Regions from separate parts of the Sus scrofa genome. Here region 2 is linked to region 1. A link is a contact called in public HiChIP or PLAC-seq data. All regions are on one chromosome and are shown on one strand. The core of a region is the stretch at or near the end of the contact, and the rest is flanking DNA. Distances in the headings are between cores, read along the strand shown.

Region 1 (5,019 bases), core at 944-3,443:
CCCTTCCCCAAAATAGTTGGAATAATCTTCCCACTTGTTAGCCAATGAAATTACCCAGTCCAAAAAACTCAGGGTCACTCTCTCCATCTGAGACTGACCACATTCTATTGAATGTGTATGTATCTCTATAAATAAACCTGCGTTCACTTTGCTACGACTCATTCTTGAATTCTTCCCTGAATGAAGCCAAGGACCCTCACTTGGTGGCGCATCCCAGGAACTCGCCCAAGACCTGGGACATGTCATCCTCTTGCACCCCGTTTTCCTGCAACATAACCGTCTCATTCAAAGTAAAATCTAAAGTTCTTACAAAGTCCCACCAGCCCTGTATGACCTGGCCCCCACTCTGACTGAATTATCCACTTCTCTCCCTGCCTTGCTCCCCCATTTCCAGCCAAACTAGCTTATGTGCTCCTGCCTCAAGGACCTTGTGGGTGCTCTGATGGCCCTTTCCACTACATTCACATGACACCCTTATTTATTCATACTAGGTTTCTGCTCAAATGTCATCTTTTCTAAGTCCACCACCACCACAATTTCTTATGCATGGCACCAGCACTACCCATTCCCCTTCACTGCTTTATTTTGCCTCCAAAGGACTTTTCACCACCTGACACGCATTTTAATTATTTTATTTTTATTAAAGTATAGTTGATTTAAGGTGTAGTGTCAATTTCAGCTTTACAGCATATTGACCCAGTCATACATACATATATATTCTTTTTCTCGCACTGTCTTCCATCATGTTCTATCCCAAGAGACTGGATATACTTCCCTGTTCTGTACAGTAGGACCTCATTGATTTTGCATACTAAATGTAATAGTTTGCATCTACCAACCCCAAACTCCCTGTCCATCCCATTTCCTCCCTTAAATAATTTTTATATTAATGTCTCCCCCACACCCTCAAAGTGAACTTCATGATGGCAGGGATTTTTATTGCCTTGTTCACTGTCTATTGTTTTGTTTACTTTTTATTCAGTGCCTGGAACATAACGGGCACTTGATATCTGTTAAATTAATAAAGCAAACCTACACCTGAAATGTGTACATTATTCTAAAAATTTATATCCATATAGTACCATTCTGTTCACTTTTCCCATTTTAATCAGCATAACTTCGAGGATTAAAGCACACGTTTAAACTCAGTGTAAAATTCTATAATTTCCCTCAACTTCTACTCTCAGCCCAACATCTTTACTTTCAAATTCAACCAATAACTCCCTTTATGGAAATCACAACATAATTCGGTTAAGATTCAAGTACCCATACTCCCAAAGGCTCTGAAATTTATCAAGTAAATTCTGGAAGGCCTTGGAAGTTTCAATGCTGCTTAATAGTCTCTGGGTTCTGATTCTTGCTGAAAACAGGCTGTGTCTCCCCACCCCTCAGAAAAATCTAGAACCAATCCAGTTTCCCTAGGTTCCTCAAGTTCAGGTGTGACTTGAAACTAATCCAAAGTATAATTAAAGTATGTCAAAGTGTTTTGCCAACGGAAAATGGCTTTGCTGGGACTAAATGTTACTATTAAAATGAGACAATGAGTGCCGTTGAGAAGATAAATTAGGAGAAATACCCATCGATTTCGGATAGAATCCAAGGGCTGTAAAATAACTATGATCTAAATTACTATCCCACGAAAAACGCAGGTCCTGAACAAAACTCTAGAGCCCGCAATGAGACCCTGGCTTCCTACATTAGTAAGAAGCAGACCGATTCCCCAAGAGACCGCACAGACTACACCCTACAGCCTGCACTAGGGCTCGGGGGCGGCGCCTGGCCAACGCCATCTCCCTCGGAGGAACACCTTCAGGCGCCACCACCGCCCTGAGGAGCGCTCCTCTCACCAGCCACACGCCCCTCCTTCTTACCACACCTACCCGGCACCTCCCCAACCCACTTCCTCACTCTGGGGTGACAGACACACATATACCCTACCAGAAGCGCCGGCTTCTCCTCCGGCTTCTCCTCCGGCTTCCCGCACTAGTGAGGACGCTCGGGTCCCGGGCACTGGCGGGGCGGCGGCGCAGAGCACCCGACACACTGTCCCGCAGAGGCTCCCCAGCTGGTAGCCCCGAGGGCCGGCACAGCCGCAGGAGGCACCCGCGCGGAGGTCGGAGCCAAGCCCTGCGGCACTTCCGCCCTCCGGTATCCAGCCAAGACAACCTGCAGCCGGGAAGCCCACCGCAAGTCCAGTCACTCTCGGCGCCCGGAGATGACGTCACGAAACCCACGTGGCCCGCCACTCCGCCCTCTGAGTTGGGCCCAACCCCGCAAGGAGGGCAGCGCTTGAGCATGCGCAGACTGAGCGGAGAGCGTGAATGTGAGGCTAAACCTCTGGCAAGTTCAGAGCTTCTGCAGTTTCCAGAGTCCTGTGCGTTTGGCATAGCCGTTGGTGTTTAGAGAGCTTAAGAGCAAAGAGTTTTACAAATGCTGAGACATCGTCTCGCTAGAGCTTGAGCGCGGCATCCCTCTCCTGGCTTCACAGAGTGATAGTAGTAAAAGGTTGGTTTTCAGAATATTTTTGAAGCCGTCCACCTCAGAATGGGACTTGAACCCACTGGCTGGGACTCAGACCCAGTCAAGACTCAGGGTGGGACTTGAACCCACTGTGTTTTACTTAAAACCACACACCTGGTCTCAGGACTTACTGGTAAGTTCAAGCTCAGTGTTTAAGCACAGAAGGAGTTCTGGGAGAGGCAAAGTGATAGGTAAGAAGTAGATTTATTGATAGTATGGGCCGCTCAGAAGGCAAGAGCAGCCTGGAAGATACACATTCCATAGACAGGATATGGCGCACCTTAAAAGGCCAGAGAGTGGCCCCAAAATGTGGAGTGGATAGTTTTTATGGGCTAGGTGATGTCATAGGCTAACAAGTGGGAGAGTTATTCCAGCTATTTTGGAGAAAGGGCAGGGATTTCCAGGGCTACTGGAAAATGGGCTACTGCCCACTTTTTTGGCCTTTTATGATCTGCCACAGAACTGTCAAGGTGCCTGTGGGTGTGTCATTTAGCATGCTGATATAGGACAGTGAGCATATAATGAGGTTCAAGGTCTACTGGAAGTCAAATGTCCCTCCATCTTGGGCCTAGTAGGTTCTGATCAGTTTTTGTTGTGTCTTCAAGGGCTACATCATTCTTCTAAAGGTTGTGCCCTGTCCACTTCTTTCCTGTTTCATTTTCATATCTATCTTCTCATTTTATCTTTCCCATGTTGTCAGAGCCACAGCAAGGGTTAATAGCCACATTTAACAGAAGACTAAATTATCTGAATATTAAAGCCCTTCCATCCATACAACTGTGCGTATCCATGTCTTCCTGTTGGTGAAAATAACAAGCAATTAATAAACTCACTTCTAGAGTGTTTGAATTGGATCTATCCAAAAGTCCCACCAGGTCTTTAACATTTTTCTCTTAATTACACATGCCATTCAACATAATGCATGCATGCCAAGTAAACACTACTGTGTTGAGACTCATGATAGGTTCCTGATAATTGGGAGGATTAGGGAAATCCTAGTAGTAGCCATAGGATTCTTTTTAAAAGAAGGATCTTCTAGGTTATCTAGCCCAGTGATTTTTCCAATGGTGAATCACAACTCATTGGTGAGTCATCAAATCAAGTTGGTGGGTCATGACTAGCATTTGTTAAGTGGAAGAAAAAATAAGGGAAATATTGGTATGCTTTACATATGCTAAGGATAAATATTCTTTCCTGAAATTCATTAATACGTTTGTGACATACATTGGATAGAAGTGTGAAATACATTTTTTTTGGCATGTGAGGCAGTCAAAAAACTTTAAAAGCCACAAACCAGTCCACAGCACCTACTCAGTACAGAAATCTCTACAGCATCCCCAACAGACAGCCATTAGCCTCTGTAAAAAAGCTCTTGGCATAAAGTTGCTCCACCTTCGCAATGATAGCAAGCAAAACTAAATGGAATTTACTCTGAAATGTATGGAAAAAAATTAGATGGATCGATGAATGGGTAGAGGGATGGATAAATATGTGATAATGCAAGTACAGTAAAATGTTAATAGTAGAATCTAGGTGGTGAGCCTATGGGTGTTCACTAAAATTCTTTCAGCTTTGCTATTATGTTTGAAAACTATGTATGGAGATAACCCTAATAGATAGAAAGTGATTACACAGAGCTAAAATCCAGCTTCCTGTAACCTTTAAGAATTGAGTCTAGGGAATTCCTGTCTTGGCTCAGCGGAAACAAATCCAACTAGGAACGTGAGGTTGCCGGTTCAATCCCTGGCCTCAATCAGTGGGTTAAGGATCCGGTGTTGCCGTGAGCTGTGGTGTAGGTCGCAGATGCAGCTCAGATCTGGTGTTGCTGTGACTGTGGGGTAAGCCAGCAGCTATAGCTGCAATTAGACCCCTAGCCTGGGAACCTCCATATGCCACGGATGCAGGCCTAAAAACACACACACACAAAAAAAAAAAAAAAAAAAAAGAATTGAGTCTAATTCCTTCCTCCCCTTGGCCCTCCTCTACCCCACTCCCTCACCAACCTACAGTAGAGATAGCTAACCCTTGTTCTAATAGATAGTACTTCAGCTATGAAAAGAACTCTTGTGGAGTTCCCTTGTGGTGCAGCAGGTTAAGGATCTGGCATTGCCACCCCAGCAGCTCAGGTTGGTGTGGGTTTGATCCCTGGTGCAGGGAACTTCTACATGCCTTGGACAACCCCTCCCCCCAAGAAAAAGCTCTCATGCTCCATAACCCACTCAGGAGAACACTGTCAGTTCTTTGAGCCTGACATACCTCACCTCTGGATATGGTCCAGTTACTAGTGTCCCTATTAAATAGTCTTTCCCAGCTCATGATTATGCCCCTTAAGTAAAGTTTTAGAAAAAAGAGGAAATCTGTATTTGTTCTTTGTCATTTCCATTTGTTAGGTCTTCTCTTTCAATCAGTGGGATTGCATCTTTGTGATTTTTTTTTTCAATGAAAATAACATTTAAGGAGTTCTTTTTGGTTGTCCTTACCTTGCCCTCCAAGCCTCAG
Region 2 (4,623 bases), core at 1,583-4,082, 240 kb after region 1:
CAATCCCTGGCCTTGCTCAGTGGGTTAAGGATCCAGTGTTGCCATGAACTGTGGTATAGGTCATAGACACAGCTCGGATCTGGTGTTGCTGTGGCGTAGGCTGGCAGTTATAGCTCTGATTTGACCCCTAGCCTGGGAACTTCCATATGCCGCAGGTGTGACCATAAACACACAGACACACACAGACACACACACACGCAAGAACTGAGAACTTTCCATTACTCGTGTCATCTGAAATGAAAGGCATACAAATTTGTTGTTTGACTCCAGTTGCCCCGGCTAGAAGGAGACACATCTCATGTGGGGTAAATGAAGCTAGGAAGCTTTAAAAATAACTTTAAAAATCAGCGTAAACAGGGAGCTGCTTACAGGGGTACTTGAATGTGTATCCATCCATCTCTCAGATGCCTTTTCTTTCCCATGGAGCAGATAGCAGAAGACTGCTGCCTGACCATCGTGGGGAGCCTCGTAACCTCCGGCTCTAAACTGGGCCTGGCGCTGGAAGAGAACATTGACAGTCAGTTCTGGAGCATGAAGCCGGACGGCAGGATCTACAGCAAGCTGAAGCCAAATTTAGTTTTAGATGTCAAAGGTAAGGATTGTTTCCTTCATTTTCTTTGTTGTGTCTTCAGTTAACTAAAAGTTCTTCTTTACTTTTGACCATGATGGGTGTACTATTAATAGTAAGTGCCCCTTACTGTGCTAGACACTGGACCTGCATTTTCTCTCTTGTGGTCTTACAGCAGCCTGAAGAGGCCTGTGTTAGCCCTCCTCCCCCAACTTTACAGCCCCAAAACTGAGGTTCAGAGAGGTTAAGCAGTTTGGCCACCACTTCATACCCATAAGAGCTGAGGTAGAATCCAGATGTGGGCCCACTTTAAACCATCCGTTTTATTATAACTACATTAAACAAATCATGTTAAAAGGCTACGATCTTACCAAGTCATTAGAGTTGGTAATTCTCATGTATATGCATATAACCTTTCATTGCAATGACCTAAGGCTGAAAAGGAATGAAGACAAACAACACAGCCCCAAAGATTTCAACTGGGGGACTTCCTGTCATGGGTCAGTGGTTAACAAATCTAACTAGGAACCATGAGGTTGCGGGTTCGATCCCTGGCCTCGCTCAGTGGGTTAAGGATCTGGCGTGGCCGTGAGCTGTCGTGTAGGTCGCAGACATGGCTCGGATCCAGCGTTGCTGTGGCTCTGGTGTAGGCCGGTGGCTACAGCTCAGATTACACCCCTAACCTAGGAACCTCCATATGCCTCGGGTGCGGCCCTAGAAAAAGATAAAAAATTAAAAAAAAAAAAAAAGATTTCAACTGAACACTTGTTCAGTAAAGTTAACCTGGAGCCAGCTGATTGGTGGTGCCTGGGGAAGAACAAATAAATTTAGGCCAGTGGTTCCCCTGGAGGGCTTGTTAAAACAGACTGCTGGGCCCCAGCCTCAGAGGTTCTGATTTAGGTTCTCAGGTGGAACCCAAGAATCTGCCTATCTAATAAGTTCCCAGGTAATGACCATACTGCCTGGCTAGAACTAGTGATTAAAATTTAAAAACAATGTAGAACAAAACTGACCTTCTAATGTAGACATGGGAATACAGGAAAGGATTGTTGCTACTGACAGGCAAACAAAGACAATGTTTTATTCATGTCACATGGGGGATTTTGCTTTAAATTATTAATGGAGACGCTCTATTCCCTATCTGTGTGGTTATGTTTATAAATTTAGTGAAACCATAATGTGCCATACACACCATTTTAAATCATGGCTCGAAAGTTTTACTTGAGTCAGGGCTCTGGGCCAAGGCTGTCATTTAAAATTAAGATAGGGGGTAAAGAAACACCTGCAACCTGGCTTTAAAGTGGCTTTTCTGAAAAATGGAGAATAAGCCTCAATAGTCACTTCTAGAAGATGGTCAAGAGGGGAAGAGTGGCCAGCCCACTTACCAATGGGATTAGAACTCACAAAGAACCTGAGCAGCAGAAGGGTGCTTGAAGGCAAGTTACTAAGCTAACTGAGCACAAGCCTGACGCTCCATGTAGGGAGCAGCACTGAGCAGTGTCTGACTCCAGGCTGGACAGCCTCACGTCAGACACTGTATAAAAGGCAGGCAGCGCCCCTGGATGTGACACGTCCTTTAGTGTATACACTAGCACAGCCGATCTGCAGTATGTATACAAGTAGGAAACCCATTTTATAGATGAGCAACCTGAGGTGCGAACTATTTAACACCTTAAACTCTGATCAGCTTGTTGAACTGGACCTCCTCAGTCTGTACAATACAAGTTTCAAAACCTCCAGAGAAGCCAAAGAAATGTGACTAAATTGGAAACAATGGGTTTGGGGGAAAACATGGATTCATGTTTCTTATAAATGTGACCAATTTCCTATGTCCAGGGTTAAGGTCATTGTAATCCTTATGAATTAGTTTCTCAGAACACTTCTTTTATTCTTTCCACATGTATTTATTGTGTACCTACTGTGGCTGGCCCTGTGCTGGCAGGTATCAAAGTGAAAAAAAAAGATACTACCTTGGCTTAAGAGAGCTTACATTCTATAAGCTCCAAGCAGAGGGGATTTCCCCACCACTTGCTACATGGGTAGTAAGGCTTACCTGGGTTCTAGTCTTGTCTCTGACAAGAACTATGAGACTCTGGGAGCTTCCTCCTTAGGGTTTTGCTTTAAAGCTCCAAGGTCACTTCCTAACATGCACCATAAATTAGTTCAGTACCGCTGGAATAAGGAGGCTGTTCTATGTGACCTTTCCATAGATCTGTTACACTGGATTTAAATCTCAGGATGTGGGAGGATGATGCCATCTTGTGGACATGAGGGGTAGTGCCACACATCTCACTGTACACTGTACGAGAGCTACGTCTCTTCAGGGCACTTAATAGGAGACCATGACTTTCCTCAGCTATAGCTGTGGACCATCTGTTACCTATTAACATTGCCCCGAGATTTATTAGACCAAATATCTTTCTTCTGACTTATCTCCTGGAGTTTTGGTGACATCCGTGTATTGTTCCAGACCACAGACACTATGACAACAGTTGGAAGCTGATTCATGCTCACTTTAAAAACATCAAGTCTGGGATGATTTTAATTCTCCCCAAAGGCAGAAGAATGAATCAGTTTATTTCAAGAACTTTTCTAGTCTTCATGACTCTAATTAGAATTATGATGTAATATACACAGAAGTTATGTTTTAAGATACTATAATTTTCTAGAATGAAAAAAGAGATTGTGACCTTAGTACTTTCTGAAATCTCAGTGGACTATACCGTGTGTGTGTGTGTCGATGGAGGTGGCGAGGTTTGCTGATGGTGGTAAACTTTTTTTTCCATTGCAAACTTACACATAAAAGGCCCAGGGCACTTTGCTCTTATCTTCTGTCCTCTACGTATCAATGATGACAAACCAGTTCTTATAAGATGGCAGAAGAGGCGATCTTCTCTGCCACCCAAATCTACTGTGTAAGTTTTCAGACCTTTTAGTTTTTTTGTTTGCTTGGTTTTTGCTATTTAGGGCCACACCCATGGCATATGGAGTTTCCCAGGCTAGGGGTTGAGTCAGAGCTACAGCTGCTGGCTTACATCACAGCCACAGCAGCGCAGGGTCTGAGCCCTGTCTGCGACCTACACTGCAGCTCACAGTAACGCCAGATCCTCAACCCACTGATCAAGGCCGAGGATGAAACCTGCATCCTCATGGATGCTTACCAGTCAGATTTGTCACTGCTGAGCCACGATGGGAAGGCCAGACCTTTTAAATGTTTTATAAATGCTTTAAGAGAATGTTTAATTCCTCTTGGCTTAAAGCTGCCATATGATTTGAATGCCAGTCATACTTACCCTGCATAATAGGTAAACAGATTTGTATTTTGATGGACTCATTGGTATATAACGTTGGTAAGAGGCTTATGCTGAAAAGGCTAAGAGATCTGAAAGGATGTTTATTCTGCACTGGAAAAAGTCAGATGAGCCTTCCTTTTGTTAATGATGCTTCTCCATTGAAAGAAGAGGCTATGAGGCTATTTTTTAATACTGAAGTGTCTGAAATACTAGTTGGCACCCTTAGAAAATATTCTTGTGAGAGGGAGTTCACAGAAAGCCTACTGGTTTTACAGTGCAGTGGAACTCAGCATCTTAAATGCTGTGGATTTTTATACACCACTGTCAGAGTTCCCGTTGTGGCACATCCGAAGTGAATCTGACTAGGAACCATGAAGTTTCAGGTTTGATCCCTGGCCTTGCTAAGTGGGTTAAGGATCCGGCATTGCTGTGAGCTGTGGTGTAGGTCCCAGATGGGGCTCGGATCCCGCGATGCTGTGGCTGTTGGTGTAGGCTGGTGGGTATAGCTCCAATTCAACCCTTAGCTTGGGAACCTCCATATGCTGCGAGTGCAGCCCTAAAATAGCAAAAATCAAACAATATATATATACACACACACACCACTGTCCATGGGTTCCCAGACACACACACACACACCACTGTCCATGGGTTCCCAGATGCACACACACACACACACCCACCCACCACTGTCCATGGGTTCCCAGAAGTGGAAGTGCTGCCCTGTCTCCTGGGTGTCCTTCAGACCTCCCCCTTGACCTGATA

The links. HiChIP or PLAC-seq counts read pairs in DNA pulled down with a chosen protein or histone mark.
Region 2: a contact with region 1 is called in an H3K27ac HiChIP or PLAC-seq map of alveolar macrophages. The contact joins the enhancer-like site here to the promoter of ATG5 in region 1. A contact is called at or near these places in 18 of 47 Hi-C or Micro-C datasets (alveolar macrophages, blood, brain and 12 more) and 1 of 2 datasets of contacts at active chromatin or transcription factors (alveolar macrophages).

The regions. Positions count from the first base shown.
Region 1 is chr1:72,518,172-72,523,190 of Sscrofa11.1, forward strand. ATG5 (autophagy protein 5) reads right to left here and starts at 2,194. Exons shown (of 9, transcript XM_021090470.1): 1 at 1,939-2,194. It overlaps LOC110259431, which reads left to right. Exons shown (of 3, transcript XM_021084599.1): 2 at 1,751-2,653. The coding sequence ends at 2,403.
Region 2 is chr1:72,757,784-72,762,406 of Sscrofa11.1, forward strand. CRYBG1 (absent in melanoma 1 protein) reads left to right here. Exons shown (of 22, transcript XM_021090505.1): 21 at 430-592. Among named protein-coding and RNA genes, the nearest start is that of RTN4IP1, 55 kb to the right of the region's middle. Within about 2 kb of position 2,833, at least 11 of the 83 cell types and tissues checked have an H3K27ac peak or open chromatin away from gene starts, as enhancers often do. A contact at or near this core is called in alveolar macrophages and embryonic fibroblasts, where this site is marked.